Regions from separate parts of the Mus musculus genome. Here region 2 is linked to region 1. A link is a contact called in public HiChIP or PLAC-seq data. All regions are on one chromosome and are shown on one strand. Each heading gives the region's core, a stretch centred on a gene start, on an enhancer-like site or on the middle of the called end of the contact. The rest is flanking DNA. Distances are from core to core; before and after follow the strand shown.

Region 1 (3,850 bases), core at 597-3,096:
TCTGCTCATGGGTGCAGCCAGCACTGGCTGGAGCCAGATGAGGGTGGCATTACATCGATCCTGCATCCAATGGTCTTGGCCATGCAACCGAGTTTCCTTCATGAAGAAGAGGTCCACCTTCCTAATCCTTGAATCTGGCCTTGGCCATGTGACTCTGCACTTCTGTTAGTGAAATGTTACCATAGCACCGGGTTGGATCAGATGGTGGCTGGTATGATTTCACTCACTCTCTCTACCCTTCTAAGAAACATGCCCAGGCAAGATGCGGGCTGCTGAGCCCAGTCATCCAGCTTGCAGCCAGCTGACTCAGCTGCCCGGTCCAGCTACTGACCCACAAGCCAATGGCCTGTGGTTCTGTGGTTATATATAGTGTGGAATTCATGTGACAAGAGAGGCAAACTGTGAGACAGAGATGTGAGGATGAGAGTGACCTAATGAAAGGAAGGCTTATGTAAGGAGCCAGGTATTCTCTTTGCTTCAGCACACTGCCAGTTAGAACTAAAAAACAAAAACAAAACAAAACAAAACAGGGCATATTGACAAGAACAAAGAACATGGAAATCATACATATGGGCTGATATAAGCTTGCATACGTGTGAGCTCAACCCCTTGTGTCAAGCTCTGTATTAGTGACTATTGTACCACAGTGACCAAATACCTGAGACATGCACCTTAAAGGAGGAAGGATTCATTTTGGCTCACAGTTTTGGAGGGTTCAGCTCATGGTCTCTGGGTCCATTTGCTTAGACAGGCCATCTTTTTTTTTTTTTTTTTCTGAGACAGGGTTTCTCTGTATAGCCCTGGCTGTCCTGGAACTCACTTTGTAGACCAGGCTGGCCTCGAACTGAGAAATCTGCCCGCCTCTGCCTCCGGAGTGCTGGGATTAAAGGCGTGCGCCACCACGCCCGGCTTAGACAGACCATCTTGGCAGCAGGAGAGAGGGAGAGTGGAGGTGTTGGGGGGAATTCCACTTCATGGTAGACAGGAACAGAGAAAGACAGAAAGTGGGGTGCAAGTAAGACCTTCAAAGGCACACCCCAAGTGTGTTAAAGTTCCCTCGAGCCTTCCCAAACAGTGCCAAGAGCCAGGAACCAAGCATTCAAATGCATGCTTGCAAGGGGCATGTCAGGTTCAAAGCATCGCAAGCACCTCTCAGGAGTGGCTTCCAATACCTGATACTTCAGTAGCTGTGAAAGGTGAGTCTACGATTGTTCTGTCATCATGCACAGTGTTAATTTGCAGTTTCTCAATCACCTGGGGCTCACCAATTAGGTTAGGTTAGGCCCTGGGATCCTCCTGTCTCTGCCTCCCTGAGCTGGAATTACACACATGCACCGCGTGCCTCGAATTTTTTTTTTTTTTTTTTTTTTTTTGGTTTAATCGAGACAGGGTTTCTCTGTGTAGCCCTGACTGTCCTGAAACTCACTCTGTAGACCAGGCTGGCCTCGAACTCAGAAATTCGCCTGCCTCTGCCTCCCGAGTGCTGGGATTAAAGGCGTGCACCACCATGGCCCAGCTGTGCCTCGAATTCTTAGGGAGTTCTGGGAATTGAACTCAGGTCATCCTGCTTTCAGGGTAAACATGTTCCCAACTGAGATACCTTTTCCAAGCTAACTCTAGAGCAGCACAGAGCGCTCTATAGGATCAGTCCAGGGAGAGCAGCCTGCTGGGCCTCCTGCTTCCATAAGCTCCTTCCTCATCTTCCTTCCCACTGTCAGAGAGGAAGGGCCTGGAGTCTCAGATCAGTAAACATTTCTGTAAGATCCGCAATACTTGCTGCCCTGCTGAGAGGGGGAAACCTGCTTCAAAGGAAGACTGTGCAGAGTTCCTGCCCTGGCTGGCTCCACCTCCTGACAGTTGTACTAGTGTGGACTCAGTGTTGACCTTGGAGGCTGCCAATCACTAGCCTGTCTCCTGCCTGTGCCTCGGTTTCCTCCTTTGTAAAGCAAGGGTGACAATGGCTGCCTTACACCTATGGGATGAGTGAAGGGTATGTAAAGCCTTACAGGGGTCAGAAAGGCATTCTGAGGTGGAATTGGGGTAGGAAGTCACAAAAGTCAAGCATTGACAGGGCCAGGGTATGAGCTTTTGGGCTGCAGCAAGACCTGTCACCTAAGAACTGGCTGTATGGAAAATGGGTGGCTGGCGTGGAGCCCCATAATGCCGAGAGGTGTATAAAGAGGAGGGGGAACCTAGTCTGACAGTGAATACTCAGGGAGGGAGGGAGGGAGGGATTGGCCTCTTCCTGGGACAGATGGTAGTGGTAGGTGTGGTAGGTGCTGCTGCTGCTGGTGGGGGTGGTGGTTTCCGTTTCTGCGCTGGTTTGAACCCCAGGGCTTCCTCCTTTCCTTGTGATGAGAAATGCATTCTTTTCTTACTTAGGCTTACTCCTTCTGGTCACATGAGCAGGCCCCATCTGGTTCTTTGTGAACTAGAAACTCCCCACCCCTGGGCCCTGTCCTGTGTCAGAGTACCTGCATGTCTGTTCTGGGCCCTCCAGGGCTCTTTGATTACACACCCATGAAGTGAGGAATTCAGGCTCACTCCTGCACATCACTTCCGGCTGGGGCAGGAGGTCCTTCGATTGGAGTCGCTCCTGGCTGCTGAACAGCACAGATTCCAGGGCTGGCTCTACAGGGGGACCATGTGACAAGGGCCAGAGCTGGGAAGCTGCCCAGGACTAGAACTTTCCTGGCCTTTGGAGACCTGAGATTGGTATCAGTCTCTGGCACAATGAGATCATGACGCCCTCCCTAGATCTACAACTTAGAGGAGATCCTGGACAATCAAGCTTCCTATCAAAACCAAATCTATCTGGTTGTCCCACGCATACCAGGCTTGTCTTTCCTCTTGCTGGCACAAGGGTGCCTTCAGAGTCACAGTGGCTCTGCTGGGGCTGTGAGTGCGGTGCATGCTATAGGCAGGGCCACATCTGTCTCCAGGCATGACTGGGTGTCTTCTCACAGAGCCAGGGCAGGTGAGCAGTTTCTCTCAGCCCCACACTTAGCTTCTCCATGAGCACCGGGTTGGTACCGCTCTCTGGGTACACAGGACCCTAAAAGCTCTGAGGCCCACCCTTCAGCAGAAACAGCTTAACAAGCCTGCGGTAAAGCACACAGAACCAGAAGAGGAAACGTCCCCAGAGGGGCTCTGCATTAACGGGGTTGCCTGTCCGTAGGACTCAGCCTCTAACCTGAGTGATCTGTTCAGATGACCAGACTTCTAAAGAGCTGCACCAAGTTGTTATTGGGGGGGGGGGGGAGCGGAGGGAAGAGAAAAGAATGGCTGTGAAAACTCAAGGAGGTGTGCATATGTGTGTGCACTGGTGAGCAGATGTGCGCGTGCACACTTGTAAATAACAAAAGCAGACATTCATCTTCCCCAGCAAGTGCTATCTCCATTCAGGAAGGGCAAAGGAGCTATTATTAGTAGGGGATTTCCCAGGGCCCAACCAACAACTGACACTGCAGGAAAAGGACCAGGGACACTAGACAGGGCTGGAAGGTGACACAGGCGATAGGAAACACCTTATTTTCTCAAGCTGGCTTAGCTGGAAATCTCACCTAGGTTTCTTACTTTATTGGCTTGGAAAAAAATCTGACACAATTTCTGCCTTAGTCCCATGTGAAGCAAGAGGAGATTGGAAGTGGCTCAGGAGTAGAGCACTTGTCTAGCGTGCGTGAAGGCCTGGGTTGGATGCCCAGCAGTGACACACACACACACACACTCACACACACTCACGCACACTCACAGGCAGGCACACACACACTCACCACATAAGTACAGTCATCCCCCCATGCACACACATGTACACATAAACACATATACATGTACACACATGCCACTCCAT
Region 2 (3,850 bases), core at 633-3,132, 110 kb before region 1:
CAGAAAAATAGCAACAGAAAAGACCAGTACCTCTAAATATTTACTTCTGTCTGTGTGTTCCTTATCCCTAGTACTAAATGAGATCGACTCAGGCCCTCGTGAGTCCAAAATGTCTCTCGCCCACAGGTAAGCCACCCTGCAGGTGACGGTGGGTATTTACCTCCACAGCTGCTCTGGAGCCTTCGGGGATCTCATTAATTCCTCTGACAGCGGTTTGCCAAGGGCATGGTCACAGACATCCCCAGCGGCAGAACCACATTATCCCGGGAGGCCACTGGGCAATACTTTGCCTCTCATTTTGCTCACACGCTAAAACTGTGCTGCTTCCAATGTCCAGGGAGCCAACTAGTGCTGGAAGAAGGTCTCTGACATTCCATCACTGGGGGCGGGACGGAACCCATTAACTTCCTCCCAGGTGTGACCTCCATGAATGCCTTGGCACCTCGTGTTTCGCCTGGTGCTTCTAGACTCTCAGGAGGAACTGCAAATCAAGCCCCAGTTCCAAGGGGCCCAGAAAACAGACACCTCACTACATTTCCAGCTCGCGTGAAGCCCTCTGAAGTGAGCTATGTGGCTCCGGGCTAGATCTGCCCTTCTGACCAGAGTTCCTCTAGAAACGTGACTAACATCCTTGTGTCTGTCCCACACTAACAAATTTTAGCAGAAACCATTTTTCAAAGGATTCTCGATCAGTGTAAACACAAAAGTCAAAGGGAGAAAAGTTTGAGTCCCAATCCAGCCACACATGAGTTAGTAACCCTGGGCAGGTACTGCTGTTCTGTGCTCACGTGACCTTTCTTCTCCAGTCTCAGCCATCTCCCGCCTTTTCTCCTGAGGACGGGGGTTTTTCCAGAGATGGAGGCCTGCAGAGATCTGAGGTGCCATTGCTGACATCCTCGTATATAATAAGAGCAGTGGAGCCAGGTGGATGAGACTAATAAAACTGTAGCTGCTACAGCCTCAGAGTTCCCAACTCTCAGGTGAGGATGAAATACTAACCCAGTTTGTATGAGCGACCAAATGGCAAGAAAACACTTAAAATAACGCCGGCACTATTAACAAACGGTGCCTTCTCGTCATCCCGACTAACCCCGTCTTCCTGCTTTATCAAGCATCTTTCATTCCTTGACATTCACCTTTGGAGGGCGGGGTGGATAAATGTGGTTACATATCTCACTTATTCCTGTCAGCCACATGTGCAAGAGCTTATTATCTTTTTGATGTAATTGCTCGGGAAGGTCAAGCGGATGTTAGGTGGCTCCCAGGACTCAAAGTCAGTTTGAGTGACCCAGATCTGGCTTTCCACCACACCCAGCTCCTAGTTAGAAAGTGGGGGATTTAAAGCTTCATTACAAAGTTAGAAAGTCACATGTAGGGACAGGGATCCAAAACAGACATGGACTGAATCAATCATGGCTCAGCTCAGACGCTACCCAACTCTTGACCTCTTTGCCCTGCCTCGTCCCAACCTGGCGTGAACAGATGGGTAGGCTCCTCTCTGCCCCCCGCCCTGCAGTCTCTGAGCAGCTCTGGCCTATTTCCACCAACACACCACGCGCTGTGCCCCTGGCAGGACACACAAAACTGTGAGCACAACTGCCTCACGATAGCTGCTGGCAGAGCCTTCCTGTTGCTCCTAGGGCTGGCTCGTCTGCCGATTACCACAAGTTAAAGGCACCCAGAATGCCATCAGGATACTGGAGAGTGTGGCAGAGTATGATCTACAGCATAGGCAAGACCACAGCTTAGAAAAAGCACTTCATTACCGGGTGTCATTAGAAAGCTATTTAACTAGAATATACTGGGACCACTGTGAGACAGCTTGTCACATCCACGACCACGTGCTCTTGCATCATTATGCAAATGCTCACACTTTCACACACGTGGCTTCACGACAGCTAACTGACTGACTCATTCTGACTCTTTGTGCTTTCTCTATCTTCCCCTAGTCCAGCAAGACCCAGCCAGTAACCAGAAGAAGAAGTGGGGCGGGGAGAGGGGTGTGCGGCAATACCTTCAAGTTATGTCACAATGAAAGTGACATTTGGATCTTTATGTTTCCTGTTTGACAAGCATTCTAACAAAGTCTAGAAGCAGTGGTATCAAACACACTGGCACATTTAGCCTTAGCAAAATGATGTAGCACAACATAAAATCCTACTAGTGCTAAGAGACTTTCTCCAAGTGGATGATACAGGTTCTGCCTATGTAACTACGGCTAGACAGTTCCGACAAGCAGGAGCCTCTGATTCTATTTAGCCACCACTGACCCTTTACATCTGATAAAAGCAAGCTGCACTCGTTGCCAACCTCGGGATACTTGTAGGAGGAAAGGGAAAGCTGCCGGTTATTTTTGGGAAATCTCATCCCAGGCTTCTGCCTATGCAGAAAGAAACTCAGGAAATGAAGCATCCATGAATGGTACATTAGTTTAGAAAAGAAAGACACAGATCACCCCTGAGACCAATCTGTCTGTTCCCATGAGCAAACACTAAATGAGATCGAAAGAACAGGGGTAAGCAGTTGACCTCAAATGCCCCAACATTTTTTCCTCTGCAGCTTTAAAAACCAGTTACAGTTTCTTTATCTTTATTAGGACATTTTCCTCATCAAACTAATGAGTCACCAAACTGAAGGTTTCCTAATATGTTTACATTTGGGAATAAACGGTCTATTAAGGTCCTAGTAGAGACACAAACACAATTTGCCATTGCCTTTCAATCAAGTCATCTCCCAAGGCAAGGCAGTGTGGCTGGGGTAGAAATAGGGTGACAAAGGAAAATTCAATGTAGTCATGGACCCTAAAGCCAGGCAAAGCAAGTATTTGCAATCCTGTCTGCACCACGTCCCGAACATCGCCACTGCTGCCTTCCTGGTTTTTTCGGAGGAACGGTTTTCTGGTGATTATTAAACAAGATGTGCTTTTGAAATAATTAAGCTTATTAAAACCAAGTATTGGGCAAGATAAGAAGCCAATGGAAGCCTTGCATCCAGGGACATGGAGTGAAAAGGAAAGTGGTTCGTTGAGGCTGCATAGGCAGAACGGTTAAGTCAGGAGGCAGCATGCAGTCATCGTATCTTCCAACAGTTCTGTTGGGCACACACAACTGGCGTGAAGTATGGCTGGTGGGTCAAGAGCTGACTCCTATGTGAACCCAAGACTGAGAGCCCAAACAAGACAGCTGTGAAGGACACACCAGCACAGCATCTGGAAAATATCTGAGAAGGCAACCTTCCCTTCAGATCACTGCCATCTGCTGATCTTTTCCCAGTGGTCAAGCGGCCTAAGTATTAAATTAGCCAGTGATACAGTATTCTTTTCAACAAGCAACACCAACCTGCAGGGATAGGCCAAAGGAAGGAAGAGTCTAGACATGGCAAGGCATCCTGCCGCTACAGCTCAGGTAGAGCAGACTGGACCTCCCTCAGAGACACAGAAGGAGGAGGCTCTGTAGATCCACACACAGAGCTGCTGAGGAGCTGCTGAGGAATCTCTCCCTCATGAAGACACACTGGGCATGCCACAAGTCAGTGCCAACCCAGGCTGGTCTCTTGTGGGATGTCTGCGGCTTAGCATAAACTGCTTAAAGTCTCCATCTCACGGGGGAAGCAGAAGATCACCGATGGCCTACTCGGGAGCTCTTTCTAAGCACTGCCTGCTTTCTTCACTTGACTTTAACTTACAATGAGTTCAAATGTTAGAATGCTCCATTGAGTGTCATGTACCATTTATCACTACTGAAAATAAAATGATCCCAGTACTTGGGTGCCTGAGCCGGGAGGATCTCGAGTTCAAAGCAGGACTGAGCTATATAATGAGATTGGGAGAGAAAGAGGGAGAGGGAAGGAA

Evidence for each region. HiChIP or PLAC-seq counts read pairs in DNA pulled down with a chosen protein or histone mark.
Region 2: an H3K27ac HiChIP or PLAC-seq map of microglia shows a contact between it and region 1, with 2.6 times the contacts expected there. The contact joins two enhancer-like sites. A contact is called at or near these places in 1 of 484 Hi-C or Micro-C datasets (muscle stem cells), 1 of 115 datasets of contacts at active chromatin or transcription factors (microglia) and 3 of 9 other capture datasets (adipose tissue, liver and pancreatic islet).

What each region holds. Positions count from the first base shown.
Region 1 is chr13:93,988,992-93,992,841 of GRCm38.p6, reverse strand. No RefSeq gene overlaps it. Among named protein-coding and RNA genes, the nearest start is that of Lhfpl2, 67 kb to the left of the region's middle. Within about 2 kb of position 1,846, at least 102 of the 459 cell types and tissues checked have an H3K27ac peak or open chromatin away from gene starts, as enhancers often do. A contact at or near this core is called in microglia, where this site is marked.
Region 2 is chr13:94,096,608-94,100,457 of GRCm38.p6, reverse strand. All of the region lies in intron 1 of Lhfpl2 (lipoma HMGIC fusion partner-like 2), which reads right to left. Among named protein-coding and RNA genes, the nearest start is that of Lhfpl2, 41 kb to the right of the region's middle. Within about 2 kb of position 1,882, at least 110 of the 459 cell types and tissues checked have an H3K27ac peak or open chromatin away from gene starts, as enhancers often do. A contact at or near this core is called in microglia, where this site is marked.